Regions from separate parts of the Rattus norvegicus genome. Here region 2 is linked to region 1. A link is a contact called in public Hi-C data. All regions are on one chromosome and are shown on one strand. The core of a region is the stretch at or near the end of the contact, and the rest is flanking DNA. Distances in the headings are between cores, read along the strand shown. Region 1 has its middle 97 kb from the start of Zhx2. Region 2 overlaps LOC120093813 (a long non-coding RNA gene).

Region 1 (4,626 bases), core at 734-3,233:
CATCTATAAAGTTAGATGGCAGTCCAAAATTATAAATTCCGTGTTACCAAAAAAGTTAAAGTTATGAAATGATGCCTGTAACTTTTGTGAAAGTACGGAAATATTATTTAGAAGAAAGATAGCACATGGTACAAGGAATGAACCTCTGCAAAGGAGGTCTGGAAAGGTCTAAAAAGATGGTCTGGATTCATATGTATGAGGTGAAGTGGGAAGATTTTAACATGTGGGCCCCAGAAAGCAAGAGGCAGTCTTGGCACCATGAGAAGATTGCAGCGTCTACCCAGACATCTAAGGAAGCAGGTATCTGCTCACCAAGATGCAAAGGCAGTTAGCTGCTGGCATGCAGAGAACAACTCAGGCAGAAGCAAGTAATTCTGTCACCTCTAGTAAAGCCAGGACTCCAGTCAAGTGCCCAGCGAAGATGTGTGCCCATCATTTGTTGACATCAGGGAAATTTCTGATCCATGTGACAGTCCGGAGTTCCCTGGAAATAGCAATTGCCTGGTATCGAGATCACTATTTGGACATTGCATAGACTCATCCATAAATACTAAAAATGCCCTTGACAGTTTCTGTACATCAATGAAGGCACAAGGCTGCGGCTTTTTGGAGAGATCCATTAAGGAGTTGTAAATATATATATTACATAGTAAGAAAGTTCAAACACAGTTCTCCAACAGCTTTCCAACTCAGATTAAAGCTAATCCAATTCAAATGAAGAAAAGAAAGAGACAAACAAGTAAATAAAACAAGCATTTTTTACATCTATGTAATGCTTAGATTCCTTCAATGAAAACTATATCTGTGGGAAGTCAGACCATCCTATACAAAATACCACCTGATGAAATAAAAAGTGTAACAAGTACTCAAGATACAAATCTGTTTGATTTCTAATTGAAAAAAAACCTGAATTGAAATATAAGTATTATAGGTAAGTATAATATAAGTTAAGTATAATATAAGTTAATATAATATAATATAAGTATTGAGGTAAGATGTAAAGACGCTGTATCCATCAAAGCCCAGAAGAGGGCAGCCAAGAGCTGCTCCGGTGGCCTCTCAGCCCCACACCCACTTGACACCACAAGGGTCAATAAGTCCTCACCCTGTGCACTGAGGAGCTCAGAATCAACTTGCAAAGATGTAAACGTTGGTGAAAGATGCAGACATGGGGAACGTGGGCCAAAGGAACCCAAGGCGAAGAAGTGCCCAACCAAGATCCTTGGAGAAAACAGAATGGAAAATAGAGACAAAGTAGCCAAGGGTCGGAGGAACAAGTTCCAGGAGGCCAGCAGCTCTGATCAATAACTTCCAGCGGCTCTCTGCTTCCTACCACAGAAGCTCAGGCTAAAACAAAGTCTGGCCATCATCGAGACCTAACATTTGGGGGTTCACTGGGCTTTTCGTTACACATTCAATGTTCCAAGCAAACCAAGGGTATTACCTCTGACCTTCCTTCTCTATGTCTGTATTTCTCCCGTTTCTTCATTTCTTCATCCAAACAGTAAGTCCATGTTCACAACCGGAAGGAAGGAAACAGGATGAACCAGAGGAACTTTCACCTTCAAAGCTGCTGTGATTAGGTAATATACATGCCATCGGCTACAGAGAACACGAACAAGGACGTCAGGAGCCAAAGCAGGCCTCTGGGAAAGGCTTCTCAGAGGAGCTGGCAATCCCCCTGCAGTCAGTCCCTCCCTGGCCTCTACTCTCCACACATCTGATCCTTCAGTGCACGCTGGAACCGTTTGATATTTTCATCCGCCTGTCTGCCTCTTCTGGCTATGTTTCCCTCTGCCCTTTTAGAAATACGCCCCTCATTTTCTCTAGAGCTTGACAGCTACATAGCTCTGGCCAAACCTTTGGTCCACGGTGAGAGAAAGACTGTTCAGGAAGTACCTCTGAGACAAGTCAGTCAGGTCTCGTCCCTGGACTCCACAGCCTCAATTAGAAATGAAGATAGCCCCTCCTCCAGACTAGATGAGTCAGCCTGAACAGCAGATACGGTTCTGACAGACAGACACTGAACCGTGTCTTTCTCTTCATAGAGGATTCTGACGGTGGGGGAGAGGAGTGAGGGGGAAGGGAGGGGGAGGGGAAGAGAAACTTGAGACCCACTCAACTGAATCCAAGAATTCAGTTGCCCTGGATTAGAGCTAGGCCTGTGTTCAACTGCATAGCGAGAGCCCAGCTCGTGCAAAGCATTATTTACTTTTCCTCAATGGACTCAGAAGGCCAGAGGCAGGATCTGCTCCAGGCTCTGCGAAGACATCAAAGACCAGTCAGTGTCTTTGTGGAATTTATCAGGAGGATCTCGTCATACTCCCAGAAAGAGATCACATCCACATTCCAGACCTGAAGGGGACAAGCACGTGAACTGCCTGGCTTACTGTGGCCTCCCACATGGCTGTGCGCTCACCCCAAAGGAAAACTTCCTTGAAAATAAAGGTCACATTTCTTTATTTCAGCCCACTAACCTGATTACTGGTTGAATTTCATTGGCCCATGTTCATTCAGTCTGACTGCACAGGACAAAACAGAGATCACACCCCATTCCTTTTGGGGGGACATGTCTGTTACAGCCCATAATTAACCCTTCTGTGAAAGCCAATCTGTCTTTGCCCGACTGCACCCAGCATTTGCTTCTAGAAGGTTCCAGAGTAACACAGTCAGAGAAGCTTTGTAAGTACTACATGCAGTAAATTAAATAACCATTAAGGCAATCTATGTCCAAGCCAACACTGCTCACCCCCATGGTCCAATGGCCCCGCCCCTCACAGGGCTTCATCTTTAGCTGTGTGTCTGCTGCGATTAGGTTTGCTTAAGCTTTAATGTCCATGTGCAACAGCAAAACTTTACTGAACACCCAGTGGATGCCGAGTGCTTTAAACAAGTGAAAAATGTACCCAAGGGAAGAACTGGGACTTGGTTTTTTGGTGCGGCTTGAATTTTTTTTTTTTACTTTATTGCTTTTCCTTTATAAACACTTTTAGAAGACAGTAGTGAAGGAATTTGGAAAGTAATTTTCAAATACATGGCTATCTATTTGAAAAAATGAAAAAGTTTATATATATATATATATATAAAATTTCATGTGGGAAAAATTTCTGAATGTGATGATTGCAGAGTCTTGCAGAATATATGTTGGCAAATAAAGCCTAGGAAAAAGTAACTTTTGTTTGAGTTTGGCAATCACAGACATTATTAAATAATCTTCCCTTCACTAAGATTCTTTTCTGCTCTCACCCTTTTACACATCAAAGTCCTGTCTTGCAGTCAGTCCTTCCCAGGCCTTCAGCCATTATCCTGTCTCTGTCCCACTAAAACCTCCTGAAGAGCAAAGGGGGTCCCAGAGAGAAACAGGCTTCCCACTCCAGGTGGCAATGGTACCCCCATAACATCAGGGGGAGCAGCTGCTCCCATTGGCAGTTTTAAGGTAGCATTCTCTAAGGACCCTGAACAAGGAGTGTCACCAGTCTTCAGCATCCAAAGCCTTGTAAGTGATGTTGTATATTTGGACGTGGTAATAATGAATGAAAAATGCCATTCGCACTCATAGAGAACACACACACACACACACCACACACACACACATATACCCACCACCCACACATACACACCACACACACACACACACCACACACACATACACATACACACATACCACACACATATATATACACACACATACATACCACATACCACACACACATACACATATACACATACACCACACACACACACACATATACACGCCACCCACACATACACACCACACACACACCACACATACACATGTACACATACACACCACATACACACAACACACACATACACATACACACAACACACACATATATATACACACACATACATACCACATACCACACACATACACATATACACATACACACCACACACACACACATACGCACACACCACACACATATATTATATACACACATACATACCACATACCACACACATACACATATACACATACACACCACACACACACACATACGCACACACCACACACATATATTATATACACACACATACATACCACATACCACACACATACACATATACACATACACACCACACACACACCACACACACACACACATACACACACGCACCACACACCACACACATACACATACCACACACACGCACCACACACATACACATACACATACCACACACACATACACACTCCAGGTATGGTGGTATGGTGCTTGATTGCTGGGTCAGTTGTCTCCTCTTGTGTTCCCACCACAACTTGCCTGTGTGGTGCTCAAAAGTGTCTAGTGTCATTGAGAAACTGAACCTTTATTTTAGTTAATTCCAAAGTAAAATGTTAAAACCTAAAGTCCAGTTATTGGAGAACTTGAGAAGTTCTGTTTGAAACATAATGAGGGGAGAATGAATTTGTATTTTCTTTTCAGCTTTAAGTTTTATAAACCTGAAATACAAATTGATTTTTTTATAAAAATATATTGTGTGGGTATCAGGAACTGCTTTTGTCTCCAGCAGTGACATCACCTGTAGGCGACAGGGACCTGCATATCTCTTGCCATGGCAATGGCCATACATTCCCAGCATACATTTGGTTCAGCTCAC
Region 2 (4,626 bases), core at 1,470-3,969, 430 kb after region 1:
TCAAAAAAACTGTTATTAGGAATGTAAACACTGCAGACATTTGAGCTAGCAAGCAGAGATTCAACCCCTCTTCACTGTTGTTCAATGTATTCCAAGGCAGATGTGGTTGATTCTTCTAAGAGCACCCAGCCATCCTTCCTCTGCAGAGCTGGTGAAGGTAGCTGGGTAATACTTCAGAGTGGGCTGGACAGAAGTCACGAGGAGACAACCATAGGATGGTGGTTCCATGTGTGCACAGGGCTGAGGGGTGACCCCTTCGATGTCTTCTCCAAGATGTGAGAGGAAGTCGCTGCCTTCTACATTCATAGCCCTGGCTTGGGAACAGATTTCTGGATGTCCCCACTGAAATAGGTGAGATCAAGTCTCCCGCCTCCCCTGAGCAGCACCACCCAGGCCTCTCTCCCTTGGCTTCCCAGGAGTGCAGAGAAAGAAGCTGAGCAAACTTTGGGGCCAAGGGAGATGCTACACTCCGAGCCAAAAGGGCAGGTGAAGACCAAAGAGGGTGTGAGTATGTCCTCTCAGGGGACAGGCCAGGCCTAGAACCACTGTGCCACAAATACTATGCACCAGGTGCCTCAGCATGTCCTCTCAGGGGACAGGCCAGGCCTAGAACCACTGTGCCACTGTGCCACAAATACTATGCACCAGGTGCCTCAGCAGAGAGCAATTTCTATTCTTACAGTTCTGAGTCACAGATCAAGCTACCACCATTGCTCTGGTGGTCTCTCTTCTTTGCTCACAGAAGGCCCCTACCCTGCACCTGCGGTGACTGAAAGGTGCAGAGGAGACTGGTAAAGCACATCTCTGGGTATCTCTGAGAGGGCTTTTCCTCCCACGGTTGGTTCCCTGAGGGCCATGATCAACCAGTGATTGACTTCACTGAAGGAAGTATGGCACCAGGAGAGCCCTGGGTCGTTCCCAGCATGCTCTCTGCTTTCTGTCCACTTGCAGATTAAGATGTGAGCCCTTAGCTTCTGTTTCAGTTACCGTGGCTGCTGCTCCTTTCTTTCTGCCCTTTGGAGCCATAAGCCCCAAATAAACTTTCTTTTATAAGTTATCTTGGTCACGGTGTCTAATTACAGCCACAGCAGAGTAATTAACATAGGGGTGTGTCTTTGAAGGAGCCTTTCTCTCTCTCTCTCTCTCTCTCTCTCTCTCTCTCTCTCTCTCTCTCCCCCCCTTCCCTCTCCCTCTCTCCCCCTTTCCCTCCCCCTCTTCCTTTCCCTCCCCCCTTTCCCTCCCTCTCTTCCTTTCCCTCCCCCCACCCCCATCCTGACTGCTGTTCTACCATATCTTTCTATTGTGATGTTTGATGTTTTTTACCTCATACACTGCCAGCTCACTGTTCACTGTCACCTCATACACTGCCAGCTCACTGTTCACTGTCACCTCTAAAATCCAAAACACCGTCTTTCTCCCTTAAAGTTTTTTTTTTTATAGGAGTTTTGTCATTCACAACTACAAAAAAAAAAAAAAAAGAAAAAAGAAAAAAGAAAAAAAAACCCACAAGATGACTCCGGCACGCACGTCCCTGGACGCCCTTGTATTCTAGTGGAAGTGGAGATTGGAGTGGGAGTTTAGGGAGTTGAGGTGGGAGTGAGATACGGGGCGAGCTTAAATGGTTTCTTTTATGTGTTGACATGACTAGACTGTGGGTTGCCCAGATAACTGGGAAGACATCATTCTGGGTCTCTGGGTGGGATCAGCTGCTGGACTTGGGAAACCAGACTTCCCCTCTTAGTGTGGGTGGCTCCGTCTAGTCAGCTGAAGCCAAATGCAGTAAAAAGATCCTCCCTTCCACGGTCAGGAAAGAATTCCTCTGGTCTGGTGGCCTTCAACCTAAAGCACTATTTTTTTTTAACCTGACTTAAAATGGTTCTCTGGCCTTGAGCCTGTGGCCAACATCCAGGAAGTACGCCGCCGCCGCTGCTCTTGGAGAAGCACCCTGAAGCTCTTGGGACTTGCCAGCCTGCATTTTCACATGATCCAGTGTTTTCATCAGCTACTCCTTATTTGTCTCTTCCTTCCCATCTCCTTCTCTTCCCCTTCTCTCTTCTTGGTTCCATTTCTGTGAAGAATCTTGAGTAATACAGATTTTGATACTGTGAATTTAAAGGTCTTGCTTCTAGACACACTCTAAGGTATGAGGGGTCAGGCCCTACTATGGGAATGTAGGGTAGACTCAGTCCCCAACTTAGTCCCTAACGAGCAGGCCTTTTGTGGAGGTTCTGGTGCCAGAGGCTTACCCACCCCAAGGTGCTTTTCCTACCTTTGCCCCTTGGCTCCCTCCCATCCCCACTGCCCAGAACCTGGACTGATACGAGTCCCCTCCCTTTTTCCAGCCCGGCACAGGGAAATCTGAGAGTTGAGTCACCTCAGCCAGGTCTCTGAACACAGCATTTCCTGATCTGAACTGTGTCTCACTCTGCATGGTGGCACCTGCCTGTAATATGAAATGATATGATATATATGATATGATATGATCCCAGTTCTAGAGAAGCTATGGCAGAAAGATCAAGCTAACCAGCCTGGGTTGTACACCAAGTTACAAGCCAGCTTAGGCCTTATAGCAAAGCACTATCCAAAACAAAATAAAAAATTATCTCCACCAGCAGTGGAAGGGTTACTTCTGGCAGCTAACCTCAAATATGCAGTGGCCCTGAAGTTAAAGGAAAGACCCAGGGCTGTTCTAAATATGAATCATCTCTTCCTCATCTGGGTCAGGGACACTTCTGCCAAGAGGCAGAGAGCCAAGAGTACCATTCTGGGAGTCTCCATTGTCACCGTATACAGACACATGTAGGAAATCATCTCCTTCCCGAATGTTCCTTCCACATTCTGCAATGGGTAAGTCTGCAGGTCTGGGCCTGGGAGGTCAGGTTTAACTGCTGCTGTACAGGACCTGAAGCATGTGTCAATCTCCAGGAGTCAGCAACATATTCCTGACTCAAAGAACTGGTATGTTGGCACCAAGATCCCAGAACTGCTGTGCTCATGTTCCCTGAACTTTCTTAGCTTGAGGAAGAAGGGCAGGGAGACAGAGCTGGGGCTGAGGAAACACAGGTGTTGAGGTATAAAAGTGAGAAGCCGGTTGGGGATTTAGCTCAGTGGTAGAGCGCTTGCCTAGGAAGCGCAAGGCCCTGGGTTCGATCCCCAGCTCCGAAAAAAAGAACCAAAAAAAAACAAAAAAACAAAAAAAAAACAAAAAAAAAAAAAACAAAAAAAGTGAGAAGCCATCGACAGATTAGGCAGGAAGACCCTGCCAGTGGACATGGGCCTGGGAAAGAGTCTGGTCTGCTCTTTCAAATGGAAGGCAGCACCAATACCATACCATAGCCTCAGGGGATGAGGCCACCCATCCTACGAGGAAGAAAGAATAAGGAAAAAACAGTATCTTCTACCCTCCTCCGCCCTCCAATTCCCCCGTTCTCCCCTCCAGCCCTGCCCCCCAACTCCTGCAATTTTCCAAGTGCTGGCAATTGGGGAAGATTGAATTGAGCTGCCATTCACTGGCCTGTCATTTGGCCCACTCAGGGCAGTCCCATTAGATTTGTTGGGTCTGAAACACCTACGTCTGATTCAGCCAGAAGATGGAATCAGGGAAAGAGAAAGCAGTCACATGCACACGAGGCTGCCCCTGATTTAATGAGTGTGCAACCCCGCAGCAGCAGAGCCTCATGGGGTTTTGCGTTCCCTCTTTGCTTCTTTGCTAGTTCGTTTGCTTTCCTATCAGGCCCCAAAGCCCTGGAAAGCTGGGTGCAAATAAACTACTTTCTGAGATTACGTCTTTCGAGAAGGTTCCTGTTTAAAACCGTCTCTCTGTAAACACTAGCTTGTATTCATTTGCTAGCGGTGTATGTATGACCCGCGGCTTCTCCAGAGCAAAGCTCATCTTTTATAAAGTTCATGCTGCACGGGGGTTGGAGACATCTGAGACACTGGTGGCTTGGTTCTGCAGGAACTGGCTTCTGAGTTACAGGCCCTCCGTACCTCAAGTAGCCTTTTCCAGGGACTGACCCTTTAGAGGAAGGGCAGCCATGGGGAAGGGCTGAAATGAGGACATCACCAAGAACAAAAGGTCTATTACAGCTTATTGGCATTGCCAAGGTAACAGGATCTGGAACCCACCTAGGCTAGGAGACAAATTCCTGGGTGTAACTGAGGAGCTTTTCAAGAGAGGTGTAACTGAAACTCGAGTTCAACGTTCCTGCACCATCCCATGACCTGAGGTCAGAGCCAGCAGAAAGGAATGAGCTAAGCACACGTTCATCTCCCTCTGCTTCCTGACTGAGGTGCAACATAACCAGCTGCCCCAACCCCAGTTACCACGTCTCCCATCACGATGGACTGTGCTCGCAAACTGTGAGGCAAAATAAACCCTTCTGTTTTTTTTCTTTTTTTATTAACTTGAGTATTTCTTATTTACATTTCGAGTGTTATTCCCTTTCCCGGTTTCCGGGCAAACATCCCCCTCCCCCCTCCCCTTCCTTATGGGTGTTCCCCTCCCAACCCTCCCCCCATTGCCGCCCTCCCCCCATAGTCTAGTTCACTGGGGGTTCAGTCTTAGCAGGACCCAGGGCTTCCCCTTCCACTGGTGATCTTACTAGAATATTCATTGCTACCTAT

Evidence for each region. Hi-C and Micro-C count contacts between places; a contact is called where the count stands out from the background.
Region 2: a Hi-C map of psoas muscle shows a contact between it and region 1, with 5 times the contacts expected there. The contact joins two enhancer-like sites. A contact is called at or near these places in 9 of 12 Hi-C or Micro-C datasets (the A7r5 cell line, the Rat2 cell line, Schwann cells and 6 more).

What each region holds. Positions count from the first base shown.
Region 1 is chr7:91,016,693-91,021,318 of GRCr8, forward strand. No RefSeq gene overlaps it. Among named protein-coding and RNA genes, the nearest start is that of Zhx2, 97 kb to the right of the region's middle. Within about 2 kb of position 1,984, at least 6 of the 93 cell types and tissues checked have an H3K27ac peak or open chromatin away from gene starts, as enhancers often do.
Region 2 is chr7:91,441,617-91,446,242 of GRCr8, forward strand. LOC120093813 (a long non-coding RNA gene) reads left to right here. Exons shown (of 2, transcript XR_005487502.2): 2 at 1-1,057. Among named protein-coding and RNA genes, the nearest start is that of C7h8orf76, 15 kb to the right of the region's middle. Within about 2 kb of position 2,720, at least 17 of the 93 cell types and tissues checked have an H3K27ac peak or open chromatin away from gene starts, as enhancers often do.